2 separate regions of the Mus musculus genome follow, and region 1 is linked to region 2. A link is a contact called in public Micro-C data. All regions are on one chromosome and are shown on one strand. The core of a region is the stretch at or near the end of the contact, and the rest is flanking DNA. Distances in the headings are between cores, read along the strand shown. Region 1 overlaps LOC108168760 (a long non-coding RNA gene). Region 2 has its middle 35 kb from the start of Gm13546.

Evidence for each region. A called contact is a pair of places that touch in the nucleus more often than the background predicts.
Region 1: a contact with region 2 is called in a Micro-C map of B cells, with 4 times the contacts expected there. The contact joins two enhancer-like sites. A contact is called at or near these places in 9 of 39 promoter capture datasets (the C10 cell line, the HPC-7 cell line, embryonic stem cells and 3 more), 3 of 15 datasets of contacts at CTCF or cohesin (large pre-B cells, pro-B cells and stem cell-derived epiblast-like cells), 35 of 484 Hi-C or Micro-C datasets (the AtT-20 cell line, B cells, CD4 T cells and 19 more), 4 of 115 datasets of contacts at active chromatin or transcription factors (bone marrow-derived dendritic cells, embryonic stem cells and large pre-B cells) and 2 of 9 other capture datasets (adipose tissue and pancreatic islet).

Annotation. Positions count from the first base shown.
Region 1 is chr2:58,421,752-58,425,749 of GRCm38.p6, reverse strand. All of the region lies in intron 1 of LOC108168760 (a long non-coding RNA gene), which reads left to right. Among named protein-coding and RNA genes, the nearest start is that of Acvr1c, 66 kb to the right of the region's middle. Within about 2 kb of position 2,274, at least 15 of the 459 cell types and tissues checked have an H3K27ac peak or open chromatin away from gene starts, as enhancers often do. A contact at or near this core is called in B cells, where this site is marked.
Region 2 is chr2:58,196,687-58,201,052 of GRCm38.p6, reverse strand. No RefSeq gene overlaps it. Among named protein-coding and RNA genes, the nearest start is that of Gm13546, 35 kb to the right of the region's middle. Within about 2 kb of position 1,427, at least 6 of the 459 cell types and tissues checked have an H3K27ac peak or open chromatin away from gene starts, as enhancers often do. A contact at or near this core is called in B cells, where this site is marked.

The DNA of each region.
Region 1 (3,998 bases), core at 1,025-3,524, 220 kb before region 2:
GCTGGAACTCCCACTTTTGGTGTTAATCATTAAACAGTTATATACCATTTGGCAATTTACAACACACTGGTCAGTAAGTTTCATAATTTCATCCTTGGCATGTAAATTAGTTAAGGTGATGGTTGTACACTCTTCCTTTCCTGAGGAAGAAAGGGAGGCTCAGAGTCTTCAGATGTCTTTTTCTCAGAATCAGAGCTGTTCTGATACCAAGGTTAGGCCAGGAGTAGACAAAGTATAGATTGTAGGCCAAGTGGGACTTACTATCTAATTTCGTAAATGTAGTTTCACTGGCATACAAGGATAGCAACTTATAAACTATTGTCTCTGATTGTTTTTGCTGTATAAAAGCTGAATTGATAGATCGACAGGCATCTCAACAGAATGCATGTTCTCTAAATGTAACCAAACCAAACCACTCTACTCCATCTGGACCTTCACAGAACTGAAAGGTATGCAACAACCACAGATACCACGGTGGTGCCCTAGTCAGTCTGATGAGACCTGACCCCAAACTTACCAGGGCATGAACAGTGTTGTGTGCCCTTTCTGGGAAAATCAGTATCAAAATGGAACACATGCTCCTCTCATTGGTCAGCAATGCCAAAGGTTTATTGCTCCTAATAGAAAGGAGAGGGGTGTCCCGCATGAACCTCCAGTGCCTTCTTAGTCCTAGCTCAGATCCTCCACATGGACAGTGTGTGTGTTGCTGTTGATCATCAAACTAATTTTACTCCTGGAGCATCATGACTGCCATCCACACCTGTGACCACGGAAGTTCTCCTCATGTACTATTGGCTTGTGGATGTATCTTCTTTCATTGGCTAGGGAAAGAACCCAGGCTAGTGTACCATGAGTATGTCCTTTGGTAGCCATAGCATTAAAAATGCATCTGAAGCTAATTTTAAAAACTGGAAATACGTTTCATAAAGACACAAATATCTACCTGAGCTTGAAGAACAGGAAAAATCTGGATCATTGGGATATCACATGGTTTTGCATGTTTGAGAAAGCAGCAACTGTCCTGCACTAAGGTATGGTTACATTCTCTGGCTCCTGGAGGAGTCACATAAGTATAGCAATGATTTTAGTGGGTGAAATAGAACCTGGTGATTAGTGGGTTGAAGCTCTCACTAATTGAAGTTTCTACTTCAGTCCTATCTGGCTGTGTTCACATGCAGTGCAGAAATGTCTTATGAGACTATAGGTTTTGAGACTATAGGTTTCTTCTATGTTTTCCATGAGAAGTTTCAAATCCAAACTTTATATTTAAAATTTCACATTTAAGCCATGGTAATGATAAAAATTAAACAAAATGGGTATAAGGTATTGGATCAATTCTCTGTGGGTAAAGTACATGTAAGATCTAGTTCTACTTTGTAGCCTCTACAAGGCTATATTAGAGCATTACTCTGCTGGAAGCTTCGCCCAGGGCAAAATGGGAAAAGCTCAGTTGGATAGAGCCATCTTGGAATGGAGCATCATTGATATTCAGTCCTTCCTGTTTTGTACAGAAACATTAGCAATGAGTCTTTTTTTTCCCTCTAAATTTACATTATTTTATTTTTATTTTGTGTGTATCTTAGTTTTGGTTTGCATGTATGCATGTATGCATGTATGTATGTATGTGGACCACATGCATTCCTGGTGCCCTCAGGATCCAGAAGAAGGAGTTGGAGTCCCTGCAACTGAAGTTACAGATGGTTGTGAGCTGTGGGTTCTGGGAACCAAATCTGGGTCCTCTGGAACATTATCCAAGTGGTCTTAACTTCTGGGCCATCTCTCTCTAGTCTTAACAGCTTTACAAAAGTTACCAAGCAAAGCATTGCAAAGCTCAGTATCAACTACCCCTAAGTCTCAGAGCATCCCAGACCCATCCTATCATGAAAGTTCCATCTTTCCTGTTTTTTTTTATTCCAACCCGAGTACTACTCACGGCAATGTTACAACCCCAGATAATAGATTTCTCCACAAGCTTAATTTATGTAAATAAGCACATTTTACTTTTACAAGGCTGGCATTTCTCAAGCAGTTTATTTTATAAAATGGAAACAAAAATTAAACTTCTGCAAGACATGTTGAATTCTGTCAATCAAATACCATGGTTCACCAATTCTCTTTCATTTTCATTTTTCACCTCAGTAAACAAACAAAACATAGTGAGTTTCACATGTAGTAGGAAAATATGACACAACCTGTGGCAGTTTTATAGTCTCTGGGGAGGCCTGTCATGATTCTGTCAGGCATGGCTTCCCTTCCTTTCTGGTATCTGTTGGAGGAAACAGAAGACATCGTCGTGGTTGAGGGAATTGGGGGTGAGGTTGAAGATGGCGTGGGGAAGTGTAGTTATGTGATTCGATTTTGTGGATGCAATAGTGTGCAGGCTATACACACACTTGTATGCACTAGCACGAGCTCATGTGGAGGCCAGAGGTGATATAAGGTAAATTCCTCTACCGCTCTCACCTTATCTTTTGGTGTAAAGTCTCTCACTGAACCCAGAGCTCACTGGTCTAGTTGGCTGATAAGCTCTGAGGATCAGTTTGTGTTTGACCCCAGCTCTAGGGTTACAGATATCCATAACCACCCCTGGCTTTTATGGGGGTACTGGGGTTGAAAGCGTGTCCTTGTGCCTATGTAGCACATACTTTAACAACTGAGCCATCTCCCCAGCCCGCTTAAAAATTTTTAAGCAAAAACATTTGAGATTACGTTAAATCACTTCTTGTCTGAGAGTAGACTTCACATGATAAACTTCCCTTGCCATCATGCAACCCAGGAATTCAAGCAAATGTATGTGAAGGATTCTGATTTTCAAATTTAGAAACCTCATGACTAGTTGTCTTAGTTACTTTTCTGTTGCTGTGATAAAGCAGCATGACCAAGGCAATGTATAAAAAAGAGTTGAATGTGGGGCTTGCAACTTCAGAGGGTGAGAGTCCAAGATACCAGAGGAAAGGCATGGGGGCAGAAGTGGAGAGTTTGCATCTTAAGCCTGATGTGGAGGCCAGAGGTTGATAAGTCAATATGAGAGATTTTCCACTACTGCTCCCATCTTATCTTTTGATACATGTGTGCATGCATGCATGCGTGCATAGATATGTACGTGTGTGTGTGTGTGCATGCATGTTTGTGTATGTGTGTTTCTGTGTGTGTGTTTGTGTGAGAGAGATAGAAAGATAAATTGCTAGGTAGATTGGTAGATAGGTAAAGGAAATGGCATGGACTTTTGAAACTTCAAATTGTGCTTCCCACAACACAGCTCCTCCCCAATGGAATTATTGCTTTGATGTTTACTAATTCTTCTCCCAGGTGATGGTGGCATACTCGTTCATACTCGTTCATACTCATTCATACTCATTCATACTCGTTCATTAGATTCACTCTTCTTCACAATAGTATAAAGCATCCTGAATCCCCTGGGCCCAAACACAGGAACTTAGAACTTTCTTTGCTTTGGAAAAAAAAATGACTGCAGATATGGAGCTCCATGTCTTTCTGTGAGCATGAAGGAGAAGAAAGCATCTACCTCTGCTTCTTAGGTACAGAAATCACTATGAGGTGACCCTTTAACACAAGGTAAGCCAACGGAAACAATGTAAGTTGATTAAATTGTCAATGGTAAATTATTGCCACCCACAAATTTCTTTAAGCACCCAACATATAATTGGCACCGGACTTCAGAAAGTAGGCCAGCCTAGGCCCTGACTGTCAGACCTTTGACTCTTGTGTCAGCATCTCTCTGTGCTTTTTCCTTTTCATCCCTGAGGTCTGCTTCTACCTCATTTGGCCACAAAGAGGCTCGTGACTCCCTTAGCACCTGAGCTGACAGATGATCCTCTTCATCACGTGTCAGTGCCACCTTGCTACTTTTGTCCCACATCCACATTCCAGATGACAGTGTCAGATGGGTCCTCTTCTGGTCCAATTTACCACTACCAATATCTGAGTCCTACTGAACAAACTTGACTGCAGTTCAAGTTAAGGAAATTTCTCAGGAT
Region 2 (4,366 bases), core at 178-2,677:
CTTTCTGACATAATGAAGGAGTGTAATAGGGTCTGGAGCAACCAGAGCTGGGCCTTCTAGAGCCTCTGCAGGTGGAAATACCTGCAACGGGTTGATGAAGCTTGGTGCTACCTGGTACATTTAGGATGGATTAAGACATTCTGCCAAGAGGATGAAGGCTTCTTCACGGCATCCAAGAAGTGTTGAAAGCACTCTGGATGATGTGTTGATATACCAGCCAGTGGTCAGAGAGACTGGTCAATTATCACCTTCCTGCACAAAGTTCCTGGGTGCAAAAGATGGGTTCTCACAGTTGTCAAAATGCCACATATTACTCCGGTCCCAATACTTTAGCTTATTTTAGGAAAGGGTGACTATTAGGGGATGATTATAATAATAAAAACTCAATAATAATGGGAGGATTCTTAACAGAATGTAGTAGCGCTTCATCCCTAGATGCACTCTTGGGGAGAGCTGCATGCCCTGATTTTTCTCACAAACATATTTTAGGTCAATGGTTTTCAACTTGTATTTAATTCTCTTTCTTGTTGTCATTGTGATTTTTGATGACTAGAGGGCTTGTTTTTTGCATTACTTTCTCATTAAAGGAAGTTTCCAGTACCCAAAGTATACAGAAATAATACAGTTGAAAGTAAATTTGCTTCTATCTTCCCTCAGAGATGGATGGGGATGTCCTAGGAAGATGAAAATCCTCTCCAACTGCCTAGTCCTCCCAGACAACCCCCATATCCAAAAGTGTGTACAGTACTAACAAGGAACTTCTAGTTTGTTGTTTGACATCTGTGTTGTCTTGTATCTACCTAGAATAGAATAAATGCTCAGAACCTTGTGGTGCTCAAGGCCTGGCACAAAAATGTTTCCCTAGTGATCTATATCACAAACAAGGGGAAGAACCACTCATGTTCTCACACTTGAGTTACATTTGGTAAGAGGGGAATTTGAGTTAGTGGTGATCTCATGTCATATCCAAGGGATTATGAAGGGGCATCAGACAAGAAGCCAGTGGGGAGCTGCTATGAGTGTCTAAGGGCAGAGGGCAAGTTACAATAGGGAGAGTGGTAGGACCGAGGCAGGACATGTGCCAAGAATAACTCAGGTTTAACAAAGGCAGCATACACACAGAACCCTAAATCAGTTCTCTACATACCTTCTGTAGTAAGACAGAAACTGGCTACTTTGGAAGTTTCTTAAAAGATAATATTCCCAAACAGAATGCGTGCGTGCTCTAAAGCAAACTTCTCCTTACATCTCCAAGTCCATGACCTACAACTTCTGTTTTCAAGTTGATAACAGATTTACTCAGATTCTTACAAGAAATTGAGGACCTTCCCAAGACCAGGAAAATGTTCTTTCCTCTGATAGAGAGTTGCAGTGTTCTGACTAGAGGCTGTAGCCAGCTGGCCCTTGGTGGGAGCATCCTGCCCTCTGCTGGATGTGGCTAGCAAAATGAGTCTGCATTGCCATATAAAGAATTAATTAAATCAGGAAGCGTTTAGGTTTATCTGAGAATAAATATTTGCTTGCATGCTGACGAGGTTTTAATTAACCAGGCAATGCATTACTTCCGTGATGTCTTCCTTCTCAGAGGATTGCCGGGTATCTGAGAAGAACATCTCTGTGGATCAGATGCATCCCTTGCATGATAAACTCTCTATGGCATCACTTCTAAAGAAATGTACACAATCAAAACTGAATCCATAATAGGCTTTAAAGTGTTTTGATGTGATAGGAAAAATTGCTGGAGAGCCTGGGCTAAATAACTAATTCTCCAAGGCGCTAAAGCTCTCTCAGGTTCAGTCTGCCTGGAATAAGAGGTGGATTTGCTGTGGGGCCTCAAGAAGCACCTTTGTGTTTTCCCCTGCTGAGTGCAAGACAGACATTGGCTACTTTCCAAGTTTCCTTCTTTTCTTTTCTTTTCTTTTCTTTTCTTTTCTTTTCTTTTCTTTTCTTTCTTTTCTTTTCTTTTCTTTTCTTTTGTTTTCTCTTCTCTTCTCTTCTTTTTTTGTTTCTTCATTTCTTTCTTCCTTTCTTTCTTCCTTCCTTCCTTTCTTTCTTTCTTTCTTTCTTTCTTTCTTTCTTTCTTTCTTTCTTTCTTTGGTTTTTCGAGACAGGGTTTCTCTGTATAGCCCTGGCTGTCCTGGAACTCACTTTGTAGACCAGGCTGGCCTCATACTCAGAAATACGCCTGCCTCTGCCTCCCAAGTGCTGGGATTAAAGGCATGTGCCACCACTGCCCAGCTCTTTCCAAGTTTCTTAAAGATAATATTCCCAAACAGAATGTGTGCATGCTGTAAAGCAAACTTCTCCTTACATCTCCAAGTTCATGACCTACAACTTCTGTTTTCAAGCTGTGGAGTTTAAGCAATCCCAGAATGCATTGTTCACACAGGGTAGTAAGTGCTCCTTGTTAGCAACATTGTGGAATTAGTGATACCCTGAAATTCAGTTTGGGTAAAACAGGGACTCTGATAGTAATATAAGCCTAGGGAATAAGACAACTCTCCTAAACAAGTATAAAGAAAGCAAGATGCCCTAAAAATAACTGTTCGGTAAAGGCTGAAGAGATAGAAAACTTTACTATCCATTGTTAATCGTGGCATGTTCTGTTCAATGTGTAGGCATGTCTATACTTCTCACTTTTATTAAAAATTGATGAGATCAATTCCAAGAATAACGTTTTTACAGCAGCCAGTCTCTTCCAAAGATGTCCTTTCCCCCTTCCTCCTAGATTGCTCTTGAGCTTTCTTTTTTTTCCTTTAAAACCAGAGAGAAGTGGTTTCAGCTGACACTCTCGGAGCTTTGGGGCCCATGGCTATTCCTCACCTTCCAATCCAGCTCCACAGCTTCAGTGTGTCAGTGGCGTTTCTGTAATGGGAGCAGACAGCATATCATCCAACTCCCGAGCTATTGGCCACCTTAGGGGAGATGAGCGACTGACAGTGACCATGGCATGAATATAGCCATTCTTTAATAACAGCAATGGATCGGCTTGTAACTTAATTTGTTTAATTGATTTTGTTGTCTTCATTAGCAGCTCTCTCTAATGAAAGCTCTCTTAAACTCCCATCTAGATGTCCAACTGAGGAGTCAAGCCAAATATAATCGATCACCTTGTCAGCCTCAGCAAGTGCTATATTGATGTGTTCAACAAAGTGTTAACAGTAGGTTGCTGAAGATACGAAGAAATGATATGATCTCAACACACAGAATATTGGGCACTCAGGTATCTGTCTAAATAAATGAAAACACAATAGGCATATTCAGCGAGTTGGGAAGGAAATAAGCAGAACATCTTTTCTGATGTTTTTCTTCTGCATTTTGTTTCCACTATTTCTGCATATATATTTATTTATTCATCATACAAGTTTGTGAGATGCAGTGTAGGAGTTTAGTGTATCTTTACAATGTTTAACGATCTGATTGGAATGACTCACGTGCTCATCGACTCCTGTTTTTTGTTTTGTTTTTTGGGGGTGGGGTACCATTCGGAATCCTTTCCATTAGCTATTTTGAATAAAGCAATTGGATATCATCAACTGGTTGCTCTACTGTGGTATCAAATATTCCAAGTTTCTCTGCCTGTCCAACTGAACCCCTCAACCCTTTACCCACTGACTCTGTCCCAGGCTTCTTCCAGGTTCCAGGTTCTAGCATCCACCATATTTTTGTATTTTTTAATTTTTTCTTGCTTTTTCTTTGTTTCTTCTTTCAGATCAGTTCAAACTTTTGTATATAAGAAAAATACACTTACCATCTATCTCTGGCTTATTTCCCCTAACACAATGTCCCCCAATTTCACCAGTGTTTTTGCAAATGACAGAGCTTTGTTCTAGTTATTATCAAATAGCATTCCATGGTGTGTACACACTGCACTTTGTCCATTCATTCATCTGTTGATGGCAACCATGGCTGCTTTGATTTCTTGGCTCCTTGGCCTGCTGATTTCATTTCCTTATTTTCTTTGGGGCTATACCCAGTAGTGCAGTTGCTGGGTCATGCAAGAGTACTATTTTTGGCTATTCTGAGGAAGTCCCACAATGTTTCCCACAATAGCTATACCAATTTACATTCCCATCGACAGTGTGGGAGAGTTCCCTTCTCCCCTCTTCCAGACTAGAATTTGTTTTAAAAAATCTTTTTGGTATGTCAGTTGAAATTGAATAATAGTAGTTTCTATGTTAACAAAGTGTGTGTGTGTGTGTGTGTGTGTGTGTGTGTGCGCGCGCATATGTGTTAAATGACAGATTGATATCTTACTCCTTGGTATGTTATACAGTCAAACAACAAGTGTTTATCAAGGAGAAAAGATCAAAATCTTTTTGGTATGTTAATTCAACTTGAATAATGATGGTTTCTATGTCAACAA